Linked DNA regions of Rattus norvegicus: region 2 is linked to region 1. The links are chromatin contacts, called in public Hi-C maps. All regions are on one chromosome and are shown on one strand. Each heading gives the region's core, a stretch centred on a gene start, on an enhancer-like site or on the middle of the called end of the contact. The rest is flanking DNA. Distances are from core to core; before and after follow the strand shown. Region 1 holds the start of Htr2a (5-hydroxytryptamine receptor 2A). Region 2 has its middle 16 kb from the start of Esd.

Region 1 (7,898 bases), core at 2,034-4,533:
GGGAAAGGACAGACTCTAGTTTCAAATGCAACCCTACATGATGGTTCAGCTTACCTACAGATATGGTCCACACGGCAATGATTTTCAGGAAGGCTTTGGTTCTGGAGTTGAAGCGGCTGTGGTGAATGGGGTTCTGGATGGCGACATAGCGGTCCAGGGAGATGGCGCAGAGGTGCATGATGGATGCCGTAGAAAAGAGCACATCCAGGTAAATCCAGATCGCACAGAGCTTGCTAGGCAAAGGCCACCGGTACCCTGTGGGGAGAAGTTTAGCATCAGTGAGTAGCTTCAAGCTTTCTGCAGTGTGTGATTGATCTATACCCCAGGACAACTGTTTACAACTTGGGGACCAAGTGTAGGTGACAGGCAAGGGGCTACAAGAGAGTTTTGATACTTGAACAAACAGTAAGTGTGCGCTGTGACAGCACGGACAGGGGAGCTCAGGTTTGAAGGTGTCTGGACTGCGGAATTATATGAATGAAGGAGGAACTTGGTTTTTCCTCTTGGATGAGTCTCTTTTTCCCTTTACCTGGCAAAGCCACTTTTATTTAACAATCCATCCAAAGTTATGTTCTGAGCCCCTTAATTGATGTGCCAGTCACGTGCAGCCTTTATTTATCCATATGATTTTCCTGTGGCTTGTCCAATCTTAGTCACTCCTAAGACATGTCCAGTCAGTCTCACACAGGCAGGCAATTAGTGACTGTGGGACGAAATGGCTTTAAATCTCTTGACTCTCTTTACTTATGGTGCACAGTCCCTTAATGTCTTATTAAGCTCAAGTTTGGGGCATGTGAGAAAAATTAAGGATGGTGAAGAAGGGCATCTGACCTTGGAGCTTTGTCTCGGGGCAGTGCTCAAACCATAGGTGACAGCTGGTTTTTGTGGGGACCTGCCTTTGGTGATTCTGGTCCAATAAGCTTGGAGCAGGCTGGAAAATGTGCATTTCTATAAAAACTTAGAAATCATACTGCTGAGGCTGGTGTTGGCACCCCCCACCCCCGACGTCTCCCTGAGCGTCATAACCAACCAGTATAGCTTTGGGCCCAGTTAAATCATTCTCTCTGGAGGGCGGCTAGAGGTGGGGCCTCAACATCAGAGGATTTTAAAACTTCCCAGAGTCCAATGCAGGAAGCTGGGCAGGTTCTCTGCTGCCTTAGGAAGATGGAAAATGCCTTGGTGACATAAACGAAGTGCCCTGCTCCTCCCTGAGTGTTTTGGAGAGGATCAAACACTTGGATAAACTATCAATTTGTTCTGCTAACAGAAGGAGCAACAATATTGCGTCTGCCTGCAAATGGGAAGGAAGATTAGAGATCAGTACTTCCTTTAGGATAGTACAGAGCTCAGGGTGAGCAGGCCCTCCTCTTCCACAAGTCTTATTTCTGTCTTACAGCCTCCAGGGGTATTCAGAGAAGGAAAGGATGCTGGTCCTAAGTCTAATCCAAAACCTGCTAGTTATGGTTTCAGGAAAGAAACTTCTCCCCTCAAAGTTTCTTACCAAGGGGTAAGAAGAGAATACTTGTGCAAGACAGATTTGTGACTTGTGTGCTAGGACCAGCCTGGTTAAGTGTCAAGTAGACTCTGGGCAAGTGTAGGCTGCATACCCAGAAGTCGTCACTAGGGGGCAGCCTTGTACCCTGAGCTGAGTCCAGGGACCTGCTGCACTTCCTACGTGGCCAGGGCTACCCCTGCTGCCCAGCAGGTCACTCTGACTTCCTGCTGCGGTTTTGGGTTCTTGCAGAGTCACCCCTCCCACCCCATAGTAGGGTTTGCCTCTGAGGGTTGGCCAGGGTTTTAGGAAGTGAGAGCCTCTCTCCAGTGGCTGAGATATGATAAGCAAATTTAATGGAATTATTTGGGTGTGTCATTTCAATGGTCAAGCCAGGGCAAATGGATGCTTGATATTCCTTCTTCCTTGAAGCTTTTTGGGGCAGGATGGACATGATCAGATTATAGCCTCTAGAACTTGGCCAGAAAATTCTCCTTTAAAGGTGTCCCTAAAACTGCCTGTAGGTCCGGTGACTGCCGAGTACATGTGCCAGCAGTGCAAATATTCTCTCATCTGCTCATTGTTAGGAGAGATCTGGCTGTATTAGTCATACTTTGAAAGAATATCACATTCTGCTCCCCCATGAAAGCCGTCCCAGTGTTTGGTGACTTCCTGAGAAGTTTGACACTGTCAAACTGGATCGAAAAGAAAGCAAGACTAAGAGCTTTCAGTTTGTTCTCCATCCTTCTCTAAAACCAGACAGGAGGAGTTTATGTGTATACATTTTTAAAGACTTGAGGGTATAACCCAAAGGCTTTCTTCCGTATTTTCTTCTCTGGGCTAGGGACAGGGAGCAATTAAAACCAGAGTAATTCATTTATTCTAATGGAGACTCTGAATATTTTAACATTAAACCCACTCCGGCACTAATGCTCTCTCTGCAAATGTTCCAAGGTAATTGGGAAGGTTTTAACCACTCCATTAGAAATGCTGAGAACTGGGTGAGAAAGATAAAACAAAAGCAAAAAAAAAAAAAAAATCACACGGACAGACCGAGAATGACAGTTAAATTATACTCACGGAGTATTGGAACATAGATAATAATTTCTCTACAAAATGTATCCACTCTAAGGCACAAATTCACCAATGATCAGGTACTAGGCTGTCTGATTTTTTTTCTCTCTCAAGGAAAAATAGAATTTTAAGGCTAAAACAAAGCTGTCTGTTTATTTTTCTCTGGAGCCCCAGTCCCTCCGCTAACAGCATGCACAAGCTCTTGGGGACTACCGTAGGGACGGCTGACATGCTAACCCCACTCACCATACAGGATGGTTAACATGGACACAGGCATGACAAGGAAACCCAGCAGCATATCAGCTATGGCAAGTGACATCAGGAAATAGTTGGTGGCATTCTGCAGCTTTTTTTCTAGGGACACTGCCATGATGACCAGTATATTTCCAGCAATGGTGAGAATAATCACGACAGTTGTCAATAAAGCAGACCAGTTTTTTTCCTGGAGATGAAGAATGGAGAGGCATGTCGGTGGGAGGTACCCTTCACAGGAGAGGTTGGTTCTGTTTTCAGCATCAATTGTCCAGTTCGATGCTTCCGAAGTGTTAGCATCTCTGGAGTTGAAGTCATTATGGTAGAGCCTCGGGCCATCACCTAATTGCATTAAGGAGTTTGGAATTGAGCTCAGAGAGATATTGTCTTCACAAAGAATTTCCATGTCTAAGCCGGAAGTTGTAGCAGATGAAGTGTGGAGAGACTAGGGGGTCATAGCCTGGGCTCACCATTCATCTTCGTGCCCTGGCGCTAGGACGTGCTGAAGCGGAGAACATGTGTGGCTCCTCTGGCTGCCTTCTCCTCTTCCATAGTAAGAGTTACAGAAGTGTGATGCTTCTTGATTATGCCTCCCTTCACGGTGCTAGGGAGAGCCCACGGCTGAGCTGTAAGTTCTCACGGAAGCAAAGGCCAAAAAAAGCACTTTGAGTATTCGGGGACACAAACGTGTTCCTGGTTAAGGAAGAAAAGTTTTGTATCCGGTGAAAATCTTTCAGCTAATTCTCGGGTTGAATATGCTGCTTCCAAGAGTTCAGCCATCACAAAGTTAAAACAGCATGAGATCCAAACGAGGAGGGAGGGCAGTGTGCCCTCTATATCAATTAAGGAAGTCAATTAAAAACCTACACAGTGTTAATGCCATCCTAACTGAATATTCTTGGGTTAACCCTTCTTAGTCTCAGGCAGAAGTGCCTCAGCCGCGGTCAGGAATTTGAGCTTGTATTTCTGGCTTAGTTAATGAAAGGAAAACGCGAGCCGAAGAGCAGCAGAACTTTCCACATCAGAAATTCTCACGGCAATGACGGCATCGTGGCCAAGCGTGACTTTAAGCAGAAAGAAAATCCCACAGCAGTAAAAGACAGCAGCCCAGGAACTTACATTCGTTGTCGCCAGGGTCCGCTATCCTGTGACTCGCCTGTCGCATGGTGACTGAGCCAGTGTGGAATCCCCTCTCTTTAAGCTTCCAGCAGCATAAGATGATAGTAATTTGATTTCTGGTTTTGCTGACTTCAAAAACCGCATGCCGGTTCCAGCACCGTTGAGGTCTGTGCTGGCTGCCTCTGCCACTGCTGAGCTTGGGTCCTCCCTCCCAGAGCCTGGCTGCTCGCTGAGGCGAGCGCACAGAGAGGAATCAGTCACCAGAGAGCCCCTCTCAAAGTCACACAAAAGAGCCGCAGGGAAAGTAGGAAACGCTGTCTGTACCAGGAGGCTCTGGGATTTCCAGAAGAATAAGCAGCTCCTGGTTGCCTCCTTCCTCAGACCTCCCTCTGTCACTGTGTCATAACCTGCAAGGTGGCGACAGCCAGGAAGGGCGGACCAAACCGCCCCCTCCCCCGGCACGCCCCCATTCTTCTTTCTGCTACAGGTTAATTGAGAACCTTTCCATAAAAAAGAGAGAATGGGGAGACAGCCTAGGGGATGGCAGGCAGGTGGCTACATGGCAGTCATATTTTAGGCTGAGGGGCGAAGTGTGAGAAAATAAATAAGGCTAGAAAACCGCACGTCCTGGGATCTAGGGGCATCTGGCACTTCTAGCCACACCAGTGGTTATGTGTCCAGGAGGGATGGCTGACAGTGGTGACACACGTTCAGAGGAGTCAGGAAGTCTGTGGCAATAACTGATAAAACTATTAGAACAATTTTTAGTTAGTTAAAGCACAGGCACTATTGTTATGTGTATACATCTCGCAACTAGCTTACTTTTCTTCGTCTGAAAAAGGTTGCCAAGAAGTAATTGAAAACTTCATGTTAGAAAGTGAAGGGTTTTGTTCTATTTTTATTTCTTCCAGAAGTGACCCTAATGATAAAGTGACTAGATGAAAAAGAGGCCCTCTCCCAAGTGGTCCTTAAAGGAAGATAGATGTAGGGGCTGGGGATTTAGCTCAGTGGTAGAGCGCTTGCCTAGGAAGCGCAAGGCCCTGGGTTCGGTCCCCAGCTCCGGAAAAAAAAAAAAAAAAAAAAAAAAAAGGAAGATAGATGTACTCATGACAGATAAGAAAATCGATTATTTCCTGGACATCAGGGATTTTTGGGGGTTCTGTCCACCTAATTTTTCTCTTGTTTATCTTTTACACTCTCAGTTCAGCCACTCCCAGGCCTTCAGTGTGTTCTCATGGCAGTGAGCTAAATGTCTAGTTGCCTTCTAGATCCTTCTGTCTGTGACCCAGGATCCATCCTGACCCTCCTCTTAGGGCTCATGGACTCATCATATGGTCCACCTGGCCCTTCATCCCTGCTCCCTGCCTGTGCCTCTAGGTTCCCAGCATTGCTCCCATCCCACTCACAGTTCTCAGCTCTCCTCTGCTCAGCCCACAGTGAGGAGACCTTCTGCTCTTCCTGGGCAGGGACATTATTTCCCAGATCGCCTACCTGTGACTAGGCTGCGGTCATGTGTGTACAGAGTAGGTGTGAGAGTCACAGTCCTTTGGTTCAGAATCCAGCTTTGTAACACATATAACCTAACTCAGCTGCCTTTAGAGCCCACTGCTCCCCACTCCCAGGGCGTTATTAGCTTCATCATCCCTGGGTTACAGTGAGGTATAAGATAACATGCATGAATGTTTAGCCCATACTTGGCTTATAGGATGTTCTACATTTTATACTGGCTATTTTATTCCCATTAAAATTATTATTGGTTGAAGGAAACATACATCATTACCCTCTTGCCTACATTCTTTATCTCTTCTTTGAGGGATACACAACTCTATTCTTAGTCTGCTCATTCTCTGGGGTCCCCATGTTCAGGCCTAGATGCTCACAGGGTTTCTGTGGGTAGCCTGGCCACAGCCTGAATCTTCATGTTTCTGACATTTTTCATATTTGTGCTTGTAGTTCTTTGAGGCTGGAGTCTGGACCGCCCTCGCTGCCTGTCTTTCTGTATTCTTCTTGTGAATTTCCAGGGTGCAGCTCCCAAGTTGAGAGTCCCAGGTTTGCCTCTGTGACTTTGATTAAGCTCTTTAACGTCTACATGTGGTTTCCTCATCCGGATAAAAAGGAATAGGATTAGCTGTGCACCTACTTCAGAGTTAATCTCAGAGTTAAGTAAATTTATAGATTCACCTTGCATATTATAAGTCCACATGTTTTTAGTCTTTCTGCTGTTATTGACTTTTCTTTCAGGGAGCTTCCTGGGTACCATCCTGCCCCAATGGAGGCGAAGACTTCAGCATCCTCTGCAGTTTTTCATTTGGATGCTAATCACACTGAGTGCAAGCCACAGAAAGGCCAGAGGTGTGAGCATCTTGCTCATGGTTGGTTGCTTTTTCACTTAGATACACAGGGAGTAAAAGTGTTAGTCAATGTCTAATGGTTTTTGAAGGTGGCACAGGCCTGTGATCTCAGTTATTTAGGGGTTGGGAAGTAGGGTAGCAGGTTCAAGGCCAGCCTGGGCAAAACTAAATATAAAAAAAGGGTTACTTGCAATTTTTGCAGTTTAATGGACAAAACAACATAGACATGATCTCTCTAGGCTGTTGACTACCGATAATGGAATGTGAGTCAGATTGGGTAGGAAGATATTTGTATTCCTATATGATGCAGATAGTAACAAGACTTTATTGTGACATTTTTATATATGTGTACGCGTGATATGTTTTGATAATATTCAACCCTACTGATTCTAAGTTAGACAGTCCTTTTGAGTTTGCAGTGTGTTAGTGGCGAATGTGCTGTCCAGCACCCCCTGCTGGACTGTAGTGCTCAGTCTTGCTCCTGAGGGAAGTATTACCAGATGGCTGTGGAGAAGTTCTGATATGATGACCTTCTCTTTGCCCGAAGGCTGTATAGCTGTCAATTGCCTCCTTAGAAGAGCTCCTCCTCACATGTGGAGAAAGAGGAACACTCCTCCATTGTTGGTGGGGTTGCAGACTGATACAACCATTCTGGAAATCAGTCTGGAGGTTCCTCAGAAAATTGGACATTGAACTGCCTGAGGATCCAGCTATACCTCTCTTGGGCATATACCCAAAAGATGCCCCAACATATAAAAAAGACACGTGCTCCACTATGTTCATCGCAGCCTTATTTATAATAGCCAGAAGCTGGAAAGAACCCAGATGCCCTTCAACAGAGGAATGGATACAGAAAATGTGGTACATCTACACAATGGAATATTACTCAGCTATCAAAAACAATGACTTTATGAAATTCGTAGGCAAATGGTTGGAACTGGAAAATATCATCCTGAGTGAGCTAACCCAATCACAGAAAGACATACATGGTATGCACTCATTGATAAGTGGCTATTAGCCCAAATGCTTGAATTACCCTAAATGCCTAGAACAAATGAAACTCAAGACGGATGATCAAAATGTGAATGCTTCACTCCTTCTTTAAAAGGGGAACAAGAATACCCTTGGCAGGGAAGAGAGAGGCAAAGATTAAAACAGAGACTGAAGGAACACCCATTCAGAGCCTGCCCCACATGTGGCCCATACATATACAGCCACCCAATTAGACAAGATGGATGAAGCAAAGAAGTGCAGACCGACAGGAGCCAGGTGTAGATCTCTCCTGAGAGACACAGCCAGAATACAGCAAATACAGAGGCGAATGCCAGCAGCAAACCACTGAACTGAGAATAGGACCCCCGTTGAAGGAATCAGAGAAAGAACTGGAAGAGCTTGAAGGGGCTCGAGACCCCATATGTACAACAATGCCAAGCAACCAGAGCTTCCAGGGACTAAGCCACTACCTAAAGACTATACATGGACTGACCCTGGACTCTGACCTCATAGGTAGCAATGAATATCCTAGTAAGAGCACCAGTGGAAGGGGAAGCCCTGGGTCCTGCTAAGACTGAACCCCCAGTGAACTAGACTGTTGGGGGGAGGGCGGCAAT
Region 2 (7,898 bases), core at 3,060-5,559, 77 kb before region 1:
TGTTGAGGCCTTCCATGAGTATGGAGGACTTACATGCACATCTTTCAGGCAGCCTTGGGCGTGGTAGGAAGTGGATCGTGTCTCTCTATTTCTGTAAGGCAAGTCTGGTGTTATTGATCCCTATTTACTCATTTCCATTTGTATCCTGACAGTAAACTCTGCATTCTCTGAAGAAAGTAGAGGTTTTGCAATTTCTCTGATTACCATGTACTAGTCACTTAAAACTACTTTTCCAGTCAAAATTCTATTCTTGATTAGCTCAGGAAGTACAAAGAATATATTTAAAAGTTATTTCTGAATCTACTTTCTGGTATAAAGGACATAGAGCTTTTGCATTTCCACTTTGTTTGAAAGGAACGTAAGTATATATTTTCCCGGCAAAAAGCTGAGTCAAAAGGAGGGACAACAAAAGATATGCTATGATTCTCTCTTATCCAACCAAGAACAATCCTTTCTGAAGAGAATTATTCCTTCAACAGTCACATGATGCTTCTTTAGCAGAGTCTTTCTACCCTGCACAGGAAGTTAAAGCTGCCAGGAAAAACTGTATCCTTCCCAAGGTTAGATCTTGGTGGAGCTTCACTCTGCAGCCAGACTTCAGCTGAGCGCCCATAAATGTGATGAGGGGAGGCGTTCTCTCACTCCTGTGCAGGGAGGAAACAGAGTGCTGAGACGCTATGAATGCAAAGCCCAGCAGACTGGTGAGGTGGTTTCTGTAGTAAAGACACTTGCTGAGAAACCTGCACGTCTGAGTTCAGTCTGCAGGATCTACACAGTTGAAAGGAAAGAAAGGACCGTTGAAAGTTGTCCTCTGACTGCCACATGAACACGATCTGCCGCAAACAAAGTGTAATAATTCAGAGAGCAGCTCGACCAGTAGCTTTGTGAGTTTGGGTCAAATCCTTAATCTCTTGTCTCTTTACTCATAAAATGTAAATAACAATGCGCTATAGTATTTATAGTTTACTGATTAAATGAGAGAGTAAAGTAACATAATACTTAATAACGTTCAATAAGGTTTAATGTATAGTTGAGAAAATAGCAGTAGTATTTGTTGTAGTAACTTTGGATGGTGAAGGCTAGCTGTTGGCCTATTATAGTCCATGGACCAAATCTGGCTCACAATTTATTTTTGTAAATAAAGTTTTATTGAAACATAGTTGTGTCTTCTCATTTGGCTGCTTTTTCATTAACAGCAGAGTTAAATGATTGCAGTATATGTGTGGATCACAAGATTTAAAAGAAAGTATTTGGCTTAGATATTAGCTTTCTTTCGGTTTGATAATACCTGAGATAAACAACTTAAAGGGAAGGAAGATTTATTTTGTTTCATGGTTTCAAAGATTTCATCACTGGCTAAGTGTATCCTTTGTCTCATTTAGGGTTGTTCTCGTTAGCTTCAGTTGTCAACTCGAGACTGCACAGAGTCATCTAAGAGGAATGTGGATTCAGGAACTTCCTAGATGAGATTGGCTTGTGAGGATGTTTATGGGAGATTGTCTTCACTGTTATTAATGCAAGAGAGCCCAGACCATTGTGGGCAGCCCCATTCCTAGGAAGGTAGATCATATGTAAGATAAATAGCAGAGCATAAACCAGCGACGGGGAGAGCCAGTGAGTATGCCGGTCTGCAAACAGCGTTCCCACAATCCCAGCTGTGCTTCCTCAGCTCTGAGTTTCTGCACGGCCTTCTCCTTCTGCTTTTGAACGATAGGTTATGACCTGTAAGTACAAGATGGAAAAGTCCAAGTAAAACCAGAGAATTATTTTAATCCAGGCAAGAGTCTTTAATCTAGTTCAAGAGTGAACTAGAACGGAAATAAAAACAAAATAAAGCATGAACTTGTTCCGAAGCAAAAGCAAACTGAAATTCTGTTAGAAAGAAGTACAGAACACTGCCTCATAGGAAGAACATCCTGGGTTAAATGTCAGGAGAAATAGCAGCAGGTTAACCCAAGGTAGAATAATCCTGGGGTTGAATGGTCTTGGCTTATGTACCCTTTTAGAACTGTTCTTCTTGACATCATCAATGTAGAGGGAGGATGAGGACAAACTTGAACAGTTGGTCATTACTGTTTATCTATTGACTGTCAGCATGTCTCATTAGCATCTTTAATCTTGACCCACAGGTGTGTGTGTGTTTTACTAGAGTAACGAATCAAAGATTGTTATCGGGAAGTAATCTTTATGCATGTATACATCGTAACCTATTGGAATGTATACATCGTAACCTATTGGAATGTATACATCGTAACCTATTGGAATGTATACATCGTAACCTATTGGAAGTACCAAAATTCAATGGGCTCCTTAGCATGAAGGACCTGAGGTGTTACTTTTTCATGACTTGGGGAGCCATTGATTGTCATACTGAATCTGGAAAGGTATGCTTCGTGGCTTCAGATTTCTGCTGTCCACAAGCCCATGTGTTCTGTTCCTTCTTCCCGTGTGTCACAGTCTTAGACTGTGGTCACGTCGCCTTACTTCTTTGCAGCTGTGATGAATAAATGGTGTGATGGGAAGTGCATGGTGGAACAAAGCCACTTGCCTTACAGAGACAGCGAGGAAGGAGCGAGAGGAGGACAGTGTCCCAGTGGGTCCTTCAAGAGCACAGCCCCAATTACTACTCCTCCAACTAGACTCTACCTCCTAACAGTCCTGCATGCTACCAACCAAAGCTTTAGCGCATGGCCTTTGGGAGACATTTTTAGATCCAACACGTTTTATAGGAAATACTCTCTGGTTATTAGCGCAGTATGTAAACACAGTAAACATGTAACTGCAGTCACAGATATCTGTATCTTACCTTTATTCTTTTATTAGTAGTCCATAAAATGTGTTTTTTAATTTTATTTTTTATTATTTTAATTTTTAATTAATTAATTTTATATTTAATTGATTTTATTTTTAACCATAAAATGTGTTTTGATCATAGTCATGCTCCCTCCTCAATTTCTCCCAAATTCACCTCCCTTTCCCTATCTACTCAACTTTGTGTTATTAAAAACAATCAAAACCAATTTGTGTTGCCCAAATATTCCTAGATGTGTAGTCTTCTTCTGGAAGGTGGTAAACTTGTGAGGGGTTATACTCTTGGAGAAAACTCTGCCTCTCTCTCTCTCTCTCTCTGTTTTTAAGGGATGCTGAGGGTAAAACCCACAGCTTTGTGCATGTTAGGCAGATGGTCTTCTCTTAAGCCACACCCCCAGGTACAAGACTTACTCTTTTTGAATGGTTCTAGTGAGCTCCTGAACTTCGTTGGGTCTACAGTGTATATGGGAACAAGACCACGTAGGGGCCACAGCTCCTCATTCTGTCGAGAGAATTCAGAGATGATTTAATCATAGCCATGTTCTCTGGAATTCTATTAGAAGCCTGACTAGCCCATGACATTTCATTCAAATCATTCCAGTTGCTCTTAGAAGCATTTTGTTGTTTTAATTTTGTCGAATTCACCTCACCCATGAGTAACTAACTGCACATTTTCCTTCTGATTCATAAGAAAATCTCCTTCCAGAGAATAGATAAACAGACCCACCCTACTTTCAGAGCACCAGAGAGGCAGATGATTAAAGACATGTATGTTGAAACGTCTAGCTGTGACTTGATTATTCTTTATTTCTTTTTTGACTCCATGGTTACTTTAAAACATTTCTTATTTATGTTGATTTACTGCCCCTCTTTTAAAGAGAACCTGCTTAGGATGAAGAACATTAGCAATGGAGTCAGGAACTAGTGACATCTAGTATTCTTCCTTTCTTTTTTAGTTAAAGTACCTTTGTGAATTCTACAACAATCTGAAGACATCTGTCCTTGGTACATATAACTGCTTCTTAGCATTACCTAGGGTGGCTAAACCAGCCCCAGGGTGGTGGCATTTCCTCAAGGGTTACCTTGTCATAAGCCCCCCTCCAGGCAGTATCATTGGATAGATCTTTTAAGCAAGCTGCGTATTAATTAGGTTAATTTGTAACCAACTTGGAGGGCTGAATAAGTAAACACGAATTTTGTAAAGTTCATTGAATGGTCTGTACATGACCTCAGTGCTATCCTCAGACTTCTCACATGTAATGGGGAAGAACTGTGTAGAACAGACACATTGGGGCTTCCGTGAACACACCTCCTGAGAGAATAAGTGAGGTGTTCAACACAGCTCCGGTGGGCAGCGATGTGCCCAGCCTCCACAACGTCACATTCCTACTTCCCTGTCTACCACATTTCCCTCCTCTTTTCATCTTGCACATTGGTAATCTGAACCTCACTCACTCTTGGCGCTGTTCTCAGAATCACCCTAACTCAAGACATGATGAGTAATGGCACACATTACTTTTCAATACCAGAAAGAAATGTGGGACAGGAAGTACATGTTGTGCTGTTCTCCAGGAGGCAGAATAAACACCATCTGAAGATCTCATAATTTAAATTATAAGTAAAGACCTAAATAACCTTGGCTCCCTTTCAACAAGAATCTAGCTATAAATAAATAAATAAATGATATTTGTCACCATGAGTTCTGAATCTATTTGGGCTTTCAATTTTTAACCCTTCAGGGAAACAGATCCCAAATAATAGGTTCCATTTTTCTTTAAGAAATCTGGAGGCCACTACAAAAAGCAACTGTTTATCTTATAACAGCTATGAAACTGTTTAAAAGAGGGTCTGACTGAGAAAACGCTTCAGCAGGAAACATTTGTGTTTATATCTCCATCTTGGTTTCATAGCTTACAAATTTCTTAGGTCACTGGTGATTTATCCCAGGATTACTGTTACAAAAGTTTGCTACCATTTATGTGACACTCATTCATCTATAGAATTTAAGAGTTCCAGAATGTTCTTTACCTTGGCCCATCGATGTCTAAAGGACTAGGCTTCCCAACATTCAGATAAGTTCAGAACTAGAACAGGCTCTTCAATGATTATCTCTAAGTCTTTGGTCTACTTTCTAAGTAAAGGAAACAATTTCCCAAGGTCAGACAAGAGCAGCAGACCAGACCTGAGTTTTCTGTCTGTCTTCAGCTGCAACTAGGCCACCTAAAGGAGGTTCCAAGTAAGCAGAAAGACTTCAGATTGTGTGCTGCTGGCTCTGTGAACATACTGGTGTTAAACTGTAATGCTCTTCAATTCCTCTTAGTGCCTACCAAAACTAGTTGATAAACCCTCCTGCTGAAGACACCACATACCTTCAATGGAACGCAGAGAGAAAACAAGCTGGCATTGAGCTGAGAGATTTACCTCTGCGAGCTACCTTTCATAGTCCTAGACGGTGCTACACAGGATGCTGGGAGAGTAGAATGGTTGTTCTTGGTTGTCAGCTTGACTAAATATGGAATTAAATAGATCCCAAGTGGCTGGCTACACCTGAGAACCTGGGAGGGATTCTCATTTAACTGGATCTTTACAGGTAGGAAGACTTTAACTTCACATCGCATGAGGTCAGAGGACCCGCCGTAATTTTGGGCCATAGCTTCTGGTGGCAGCCTACGTAAAGAACAAAGATGAAAGAAACCTTTACTGTTTGCCTGCTCGCCCTCAGCTTTGTTTCAATGGAAGCCTACTTATCTGCGATCTGATGCATACTGAAGACCAGCTGAGATATCTGGGCTCATGGACAAAACAATTACTGGCTTCTTGGACTAGGGCACTCTAATAAATTCCATAAATATATATGAATTGCAATGTCCACCCGCCGGACAGTATGTGCTCACTGGTGCAATGGTGGCGTGATTGTTATGGACGGGTGAATGAAAGACTCTAGAAAGGAACTGAGCCTTCAACTGCGTCTCTGCAAGGGTGACTAACTGACTAGCGCCTCAGCGATGGCAGACAGGTTCAGAAGCAACAGCATTTCTCTTGGGCCATCTGTCCCCTAAATAGGTCTGTGTCTGATCTAACAGCCTGTGTCTAACCGATAAGACCTTTGCAAAGTACTAGCTTAACAAAAGCTCAGCTTCTACTCACAAAGAGGACTGAATATCATTGGCTCGCATACGAGGTTTATAGCTGAGATTTCTCCACTGTGCTGTAACTGCCGACTTAATTGTTTTTACCAATGTATTTTTAAAATGCCTGATCGACTCCCTTTTTTTTTTTTTTGTTTTTTGTTTTACTACTATATGTTACCATGTTGGAACATGGAATTTTGGGTAATCTAAATCAGTGTTCCCAGGCCACAGTCTCTCAGATTTCTTTAGCCTCAGAATAAACTATTTCTTATCCCCTTCGCAAAAGAGTGGTGCTGTTGTGTTAACAAGGGTAGCCAACAAGTCTCTGACTGGATTTGAGGTTCACTCCGCAGGAGGGAATTCATTCAGGACACTGTAATCTCAGTGAAAAATGCACATTGGCAGGTCTTAGGCCCTAGGTGGAAACTTCCTATTGTGCTGCTCGATTGGCATGGACTTAAACCGCCTTCTAAATATTTACTGCTATGGTAAATCATTTCCATAGACACATGCTGATCTTAGCCTTAATCAGAGAGACTTTTCTTCCCAGGGAGCAGAAGCGAATACAGAGACCCAAGCTGCTCTAGCTGCCAAGGAAAAGTGATGGCTGAATGCTTGGCCTTAAACACGACTTTATTTTTAACCACCCCTGGTAAGGCTCAGGGAACACTGAGGAAAAGGAGAAGGAAAAAAAGTAAGAGCCAGGAGATGCAGCGAAAGTCTTTGAAAGGCTACCTCCTGGGCATGACAGCCATTGCAATCAGGATTCCGCAGCATCTGAGGCTGCCTCTGCTGGACTTGCACAACACCACAACACGAAGTCCATCATGGGTCAGGAAAGAGCCCCAGAGCCCATCCCTCTGCAGATCTATGGCTACCTGTAGCTCCTGGACAAGAAGCAATCATTGTCTTCAGAGCTGTGCCACGGGTGAATGCACCAAGCTCCAGTGGACAGTCTGAAACCCACACCCACACAAATGGTCCTGGTTAAAATCAGCGCACCATAAAACAACACAAAAGACACACAGGAATGCGGGGAAGGGCTTGAAGGCAAGAGGGGGTTGGCAGGGGAGGGAGGGAAAGTAGACCAAGTTAGAAGGAAGAGTAACCAGAATGTGTTATATTGATGCAGAAGCCTCAAAACTAAATTTAATAAAATTATATTATGAAAAAGGAAGATCAGAGCTTTTGTGCGCATATTATTAAAGTTGTTCAGAAGGAACTGTTTGATTTTTGCTCTCTCTATGCAAATAATCAGAAAACAACAAAAGGTGATGTAACTATCGATTGTGTATTTACAGGGACAAATACGCATAAGCATAAAACATAAGGGAGGATTTAGTAATCATATTCCTAGTTTCCTCCATTTACAGTAAAACCTTAAAAGTTATGGATTCTTTTCAAGTCATTATTATGGACGAAAACTCAATGCTGTGTGGTCATATGGTTGAGATTTCAAGGGGGTGGGGGGCAGCTTCTGTCATGTGTAGAAGGCACTGTCTCACAGTAGACAACAAGACTTGCATGTCAACTGTTGACAGGCCAATGTGGATGGGGGAAAATCTTGGCGGGACCCACCTCAGATGGAGAACTACAGGCAATCTATGGCTGTGGAAAGAGGGAGAACCAGTCTTCTTAAGGGATGAACCCTTGATAGGTTATCCAATCTCAAGAGGTAAGCCTTTCACATCTTTGCTTCCAGTTGAGCAACAACACCACATGGAGTCCTGAGGTTGGTGTGTGCTGTGTGTGCATCTCAATAATAATTACAGAGGCCGGGAGGGAGCGGGGCGCATAGGAAGATCTGGAGGGGCTAGGGCTAGGGCTAGAAAAGGTATGAATACAGTACTCATTTAGGAAATTCTATTTTAAAACCCTTTGTAATGTTAGATTATAAACATCTATGTGAATTTTTGGAGGATTTGAAGGCACTTGTTTTTCTGTAGATCCTTTGAG

Evidence for each region. Hi-C and Micro-C count contacts between places; a contact is called where the count stands out from the background.
Region 2: a contact with region 1 is called in a Hi-C map of the A7r5 cell line, with 4 times the contacts expected there. The contact joins the enhancer-like site here to the promoter of Htr2a in region 1. A contact is called at or near these places in 4 of 12 Hi-C or Micro-C datasets (the A7r5 cell line, hepatocytes, kidney and 1 more).

What each region holds. Positions count from the first base shown.
Region 1 is chr15:56,356,032-56,363,929 of GRCr8, reverse strand. Htr2a (5-hydroxytryptamine receptor 2A) reads right to left here and starts at 3,283. Exons shown (of 3, transcript NM_017254.1): 1 at 2,813-3,283; 2 at 55-255. The coding sequence starts at 3,224.
Region 2 is chr15:56,433,607-56,441,504 of GRCr8, reverse strand. No RefSeq gene overlaps it. Among named protein-coding and RNA genes, the nearest start is that of Esd, 16 kb to the left of the region's middle. Within about 2 kb of position 4,309, at least 4 of the 93 cell types and tissues checked have an H3K27ac peak or open chromatin away from gene starts, as enhancers often do. A contact at or near this core is called in the A7r5 cell line, where this site is marked.